Linked DNA regions of Capsicum annuum: region 1 is linked to region 2. Evidence: chromatin contacts called from public Hi-C data. All regions are on one chromosome and are shown on one strand. Each heading gives the region's core, a stretch centred on a gene start, on an enhancer-like site or on the middle of the called end of the contact. The rest is flanking DNA. Distances are from core to core; before and after follow the strand shown.

Region 1 (3,563 bases), core at 785-3,284, 120 kb after region 2:
CCAAGAATCCAATACTAGACGAAAGGCTTATTCCTGCGGATATATTTGCAATTGGTGCAGGACATGTTCATCCAGTGAGAGCAAGTGATCCAGGACTAATTTATGATACACCATTCGCGGACTACGTACCTTATTTATGTGGTTTGAACTACACAAATCAAGAGGTAGGTAAATTGTTACAATGCAATGTGAATTGCTTGGAGGTGAAAAGTATCCCCGCAGAGCAACTAAATTATCCTTCATTTTCCATCAAACTTGGATCATCTCCTCAGACATATACCAGAACCGTGACCAATGTTGGCGATGCCAAATCATCTTACCAAGTGGATGTAGTTTCGCCAAAAGGAGTTTCGGTGAAAGTTAAACCATCCAAGTTGAACTTCTCGAAGTTGAACCAAAAGTTGACATACCAAGTGACATTTTCCAATACAACCAACAGCTCAAAGGTTGAGGATGTCGAGGGATTCTTGAAGTGGAATTCTAATAGGCACTCTGTAAGGAGTCCAATTGCAGTAACATTGTCTGCCAAATGAAACTGATCCATTGTTTCCTTGAACAACGGACAAATGTAGAATAAGTACAGAATGTACTCACAAATGATTATTTTGGATTGTTGTTTCATTTTAGACGTCATGACATGTTTTATGCTACATATTGTAAATGATTTAATCATGTTTAAGAAGACAAATAACTTCTCCATGCAAGTATAATCAGTGTATTAATTGGCCCCAACGAGGGTATCTTTCAATGAGGGAAATTACACCCAATAACCTCGGAAATATGTGATCTTAAAATTTTGACCCTGTTTGCCTCGTGAACAAACCTATTGTAGCATTGAGATTCACTGACCTGATTGATTCAAATTTGCATCATGTAAGACTCATTTAATGGGGGGTCAAAGAGCTTCCTACTAGAAATTTTTCATATCCAAGGTTCGAGCTTGATAGAAGCCATGTATGAGTTTTGGACCCATTTAGTCCTTCGTCTATAAACATGATGAGTCTTTTGTCAGTGCACACGTCGAAGGCTTTTGTTTATATTAACAACGAAAGGTGATTATCTTATTTATATGGCTTTGGAGTTGCCCATTAATTCTATTATGGCATTCTCTTGTTGATCATCGGATATTTATAGAAAAATAGCCGCACCAAAAGAAAGACGAAGGGGGAGCCTGCGGTAAGGACCAAATGGAACCAAAGCTCATACATTAAAGGTCATTTTGATCAATTTTAAAACATTTGATTAAGTGAGAAAGGATCATATCCATCTTATCATAACTCTTCATAGTCATCATGATTCTTTTAGATGTTCATTAAATATAATATCCTAAATTACAAGATTATGATTTATGGAACTTTTCTATAGTCTAAACTATGTCAATTTCTATTTCAACAAAATTTCCTCCTAATACAAAGTGTACCATAGGGGAAAATTACTTGTCATATTTTCTTTTTTTTCGGAAGTCAAATTGCATAAACTTTGATCATTTGATCCAACGTTTTAACATGTATCTTCTTTATCATATTAATATGAGAAGAATTGAGTCTTATAATACTTATCTTGTAGTTTTTAGATACGTACATTTTATTATTAAAATATTAAATTAATCTTATTCAATTTGGCTATGAAAATTAGTCAAATTAATTATCTTTATTTAAGTGAACGTGCAAATCAATTAAATCCATGTTTGGTTTCTCATCCATATTTTTCAAATTGATCCCTAAACACATTTCACTTGTTTGATATTTTTTGCATCATGTAAAATAGAGTTCCTGTTGATTTGCTATAGAACTTAGCCTAATTAATTGTGGAATCATTGATGTGTTACAAAGAAATTATACCAACTTTACCTTTTCTTATTATGAATTTTATACAATATAGTTTAACGTTTAACTAGAATTCTGTTCTACTAGTCTCTTTCATACCAGTGGCCTTTTTTTCTTCCTGACATATGTTGGTATTGCACAATAATGATACTAACCAAACAAGGGGCCTGATTTTCATTAACAATTAATAAGCTTTCAACTATGCGTGCATCAATTTGAGTTTGCTAGTGGAGCAAAATAAATGTGAATAGTTCGAGAATGAATCACTATATATATAGATAGATAGCTCTATATCTCAATAGTTCATCAAATTCATTGTCCAATTACAAAGTTAGACTTCTATCAAGTACTATATTCGTCTCAAAAGCCATGGGATTCTTGAAAATTCTGCTTATTTTCATCTTTTGTTCTTTCCCATGGCCTAGTACTCAGAGTGATTTTGAGACGTATATAGTCCATGTTGAATCCCCTGAAAACCAAATCTCTACTCAATCATTGTTAATGGATTTAGAGAGCTATTATCTTTCTTTTTTGCCTAAAAGTACTACAACAATTAGCTCTAGTGGAAATGAAGAGCCTGCTAGAATGATCTATTCCTATCACAATGTGATGAAAGGCTTTGCCGCTAGATTAACTACATCACAAGTGAAGGAAATGGAGACGAAACCGGGCTTTGTCTCTGCACAGAAACAGAGGATTTTGTCCTTGCAAACTACTCATACTCCGAGCTTTCTTGGTTTGCAACAGAGTATGGGCTTGTGGAAGGATTCCAACTACGGGAAAGGCGTGATCATCGGAGTTTTAGACACTGGAATTGTTCCTGATCATCCTTCTTTTAGCGACGTTGGGATGCCTCCCCCGCCTGCAAAATGGAAAGGAGTTTGTGAGTCTAACTTCACGAGCAAGTGTAACAACAAGCTCATTGGAGCCAGGTCTTACGAACATGGCAACGATTCCCCAGTAGACAAGAATGGACATGGTACGCATACAGCGGGCACAGCTGCAGGAGCCTTTGTGAAAGATGCTAATGTATTTGGGAATGCTAATGGCACTGCAGTTGGTATTGCCCCTCTTGCCCACATAGCCGTATATAAGGTATGCAATTCTGATGGTCAATGTTCTGACAGTGCTATTTTAGCTGCCATGGATGCGGCTATAGATGATGGCGTAGATATTCTGTCAATCTCCCTTGGTGGAAGTACGAAACCTTTCCATGAAGACGGTATTGCTCTTGCTTCATACAGTGCAACAGAAAGAGGTATTTTTGTAAGTGCCGCTGCAGGTAATAGTGGTCCATCCCTTCGCACTGTAGCAAATGAAGCCCCGTGGATTCTCACAGTTGGTGCTAGTACTCATGATAGAAAACTGAAGGCCACCGTTAAGCTTGGAAACAAAGAAGAATTTGAAGGAGAGTCTGCTTATCATCCAAAGACTTCCAATTCAACATTTTTCGCTCTATATGATGCTGGAAAGAATGAAAGCGATCAATTTGACGCCCCTTTCTGCCGTCCAGGCTCGCTCACTGACCCTGCTATCAAAGGTAAGATAGTGGTGTGTCTGCGAAGTGGTAGTCTTCTCAGGGTTGATCAAGGACAATCTGTTAAGGATGCGGGAGGTGTTGGCATGATTCTCATCAATGAACAACAAGATGGCGTGACTAAATCAGCTGAAGCACATGTCCTTCCAGCATTGGATGTTTCAAATGCAGATGGAAAGAAAATTCTTGCCTATATGAAC
Region 2 (3,749 bases), core at 1,058-3,557:
GATTGCATTCTTCAGTATTTTTAGTAGTTTAAATGTTTATTCTACTGTTGTCACCAAATTGAATCAGGCAAACTATTTGATTTTTCTCTTTAAATTCTTATGAGAAAATGTTCTTGAACATTAAACTATCGTCTCTTATCATTCGTACCGAATCCCGGTAAAATATTTCTCTAATCAAGCAAACTGATCAAACGTAGAAGGAGTTTTAAAAACTACCAAACATAGGGAGAGTTTTCTGAAATTTGCTCTGTACGTTTGGTTATTATCCAAACTATGGCTATGTATGTTTAGTAATTAGACCTCAAACCGTTGCACTTGTTTTGTGGGCCTTTAAAGTACTCAAGCCTGGTTGTTCACTTGTCCCCCCAAGTCTTTAAGGATGATCCAGAATTTGATACTTGTCATGGCTATAGTTACACAACTTGCAGTAGGATCCAACAAAACCAGACAGAAATGAAACAAGTTGCTGAGCATATGAAGGCGCTACGTGTTGTGCATGATAAGAGCATGGTGAAGAAATTAGTTACTCCTATATAAATTAGTCTGCATCTTTTGTACTCATAAAACATCAAAAAGACCATTAAATAATCAAAAAAGAAAAAACAAATGAAAAATGAACATAAACCATATACTAAAAGGAAACAACATTTTCACTATAGTAAAATGTTTGAGTCCTTTCTACACTTATTATACTACATTCCATATTGAAAGCATTGATAGTTGAATATCCATCTTTGTAGTTTCATTATAACTCAATTGCAATTGGACTTCTCACAGAGTGCCGATAAGACATCCACTTCAAGTATCCCTCAACAACAATACCTGAGCTGTTGGCTGTCTTAAAAAATTTCACTTTGAATGTTAATTTCTGGTTCAACTGGGAAAAATTGAGCTTGGAAGGTTCAACTTTTATGAAAACTCCTTTTGGTGAAGCTATCTCCACTTTGTAAGATGATATAGCGTCACCAATGTTGGTAACTATTCTGGTATACGTCTGAGGAGTTGATTCAAGTCTGATGGAAAATGAAGGATAGTTTAATTGTGCTTCAGGGATACTTTTAACCTCCAAACAATTCACCTCGCGTTGTAAGAACTTACGTATCTGTTGATTTGTGTAGTTCAAACCACAAAAATAAGGTTCATAGTCCTCAAATGGGGTATCATAAATTAGTCCAGGATCAGTTGCTCTCGATGGATTAACATGTCCTTCACCAATCGCATAGACGTCAGCACGTAGAAGCCTTTCGTCTAGTATTGGACTATTGGCAAGGTTTAATGTGTCAGCGGTTGTCATCATTGCAGACTTAATAGCAGCAGGAGAGCAATCAGGGTGTGCACTCTTCAACAGAGCTGCTACACCACTAAGGTGAGGGCAGGACATTGAGGCGCCTACATCCACAGAGGTAGGCGAAGCAGCAAGGATAATAACACCTGGACCGATTATGTCAGGTTTCAAGATGCCCTGACTAACTTTACTTGGTCCGCGAGAGGAAAATGAAGCCACTATGGGAGCATTTTTATCTCCAATTATTGTTCCTTGAAATGTGATCATAGCAATAGGGTTTGATGTTGAGTTTATTTAAGCAAGAATTTTTGATCCATCTGTAGCTGAAACATCAAGTGCCGGAAGAACATGAACATCAGCTGATTTAGTCACCCCATCTTCTTTTTTATTGATGACAATCATGCCAACACCTCCAATATCCTTTACCGCTTGGCCTTTTCCAACATTGGGAGCGCCACCGCCTGCTTGACATATGACTATCTTTCCTCTTAGAGCAGGATCAGTAAGGGACCCTGGTTCGCAGTTTTTACCAGCATTAAACAGAGTGAAGAATCTTAAGATGGAAATCTTTGGACTATAAATAGATTCTCCTTCAAATTCCTCTCTATTTCCAAGCTTAACGGTAACTTTTATCTTTCTATCAACTGTGCTGGCACCTACTGTGAGAATCCAAGGGGCTGTATTTCGTACTGAGGACCTCGAAGGACCAGCATTTCCTGCAGCGCAACTTACAAGAATGCCTCTTTCCATTGCCCTGTATGCCCCAATTGCAACCGTGTCATTATGGAAAGGTCGCAGATCCTCATCACCAAGGGACATTGAAAGAATATCTACTCCATCATCTATAGCTACATCCATGGCAGCTAAAATATCACTCTCATCACAACGGCCATCATTACACAACTTATACATGGCAATGTGGGCAAGAGGGGCAACACCAACTGCAGTGCCATTAGCATTCCCATAGACATTAGCACCTTTCACAAAGGCTCCTACAGCTGTACTTGCTGTGTGTGTACCATGTCTGGTTTCGTCTATCTGGGAATTATTGTCAAGTTGGGGGAAAGATCTCGCTCCTATGAGCTTGTTATTACACTTGAAATTGGGCTCACAAACTCCCTTCCACTTTGCAGGTGGAGGAGGCATCCCAACATCGCTAAATGAAGGATGGTCAGGAAGAATTCCACTGTCTATGACTCCAATGATCACACCTTTCCCATAATGGGAATTCTTCCACAAGCCCATGTTTGGTTGCAAACCAAGAAAGCTCGGACTATGAGTAGTTTGCAAAGACAAAATACTCTGTTTCTGTGCAGAGACAAAGCCTGGTTTCTTCTCCATTTCCTTCACTTGTGATGCAGTTAATATTGCTGCAAAGCCTTTCATCACATTGTGATAGGAATAGATCATGCTGGCAGGCACCTCATTTCCAATTGAGCTAATTGCGGTGGTACTTTTAGGCAAAAAAGAAAGGTAATAGTTATCTAAATCCGTCATTGATAATTGATCAATAGAAATTTGGTTTTTAGGGGATTCAACGTGGACTATATATGTCTCCGAATCACTTTGAATGCTAGGACAAGGGAAAGAACAAAAGATGAAAATAATAAGAAGGATTTTAAAGAGTTCCATGGCTGTAAAATACACGAACTAATGATGTATTTGAAAATGTATTTGATGAATTTCTCTGCTTTGAAGCAACTATCTGTGAAGTAACTGTTTATATAGAAGAAAACTAAAAGAAAATAAAGGCCACTAAAGTGTGACTAAACAGAATGTAAGGCCACTGAAGTGTGTCTAAACAGAAAGGCCACTAAAGTGTGACTAACCAGTTTCCAAACAGTTTGTTCTACTTCCTCTTATTTTCCAACAAAAGACCATACCGAATTTGTGGGACAAGTTTAATTATGTTTGGATACGATGAAATTCTTTCATAATGCAAACATTTAACTGTTAATCACTTGGTAAAAGAAAGTTGCAAATATTCTGTCTAAATGGAAGACAACTAGCTTAATACTTCTTCCGTTTCAATTTATTTGACCTACTTTCTTTGGTAATTTATTTCAAATAGAATGACCATTTTCCTTTTCGGTAACTTTTTAATTCTAATTTTCTCATGTTACATATTTAAACCCCACGATTAAAGGACATTTTGATACGTTTGAAATATTTTTAATTTAGAATAACTAGATTCAAAAGTCATTCTCTATTTTCTTAAACTCCATATCAAATCAAAACAAGTCAATCAATTTGAAACGAAGGTTTTGAAGGGTAGGTGTTCTCAAAAAACATGCAGGTTTATAAAATCATTCCTCAAAGAAATAATCCATTTCTTTTGTATGTCTAAGAGAATCTTTATATGACAATTGTTATTAGCATTTCTTGAGGAATTAGGTGAGGAATGCAATTGTTGTTTCTTGAGGAATTAGGTGAGGAGCACATGGGAGTTTATTTATGTTATATA

What was found. A called contact is a pair of places that touch in the nucleus more often than the background predicts.
Region 1: a contact with region 2 is called in a Hi-C map of leaf, with 3 times the contacts expected there. The contact joins the promoter of LOC107867022 here to the enhancer-like site in region 2.

What each region holds. Positions count from the first base shown.
Region 1 is chr1:6,917,061-6,920,623 of UCD10Xv1.1, forward strand. It overlaps LOC107867022 (subtilisin-like protease), which reads left to right and starts at 2,035. Exons shown (of 1, transcript XM_016713110.2): 1 at 2,035-3,563. The coding sequence starts at 2,196. It also overlaps the pseudogene LOC107852534.
Region 2 is chr1:6,801,719-6,805,467 of UCD10Xv1.1, forward strand. It overlaps the pseudogene LOC107867039. Among protein-coding and RNA genes, the nearest start is that of LOC124900020, 27 kb to the left of the region's middle. Within about 2 kb of position 2,308, at least 3 of the 5 cell types and tissues checked have an H3K27ac peak or open chromatin away from gene starts, as enhancers often do. A contact at or near this core is called in leaf, where this site is marked.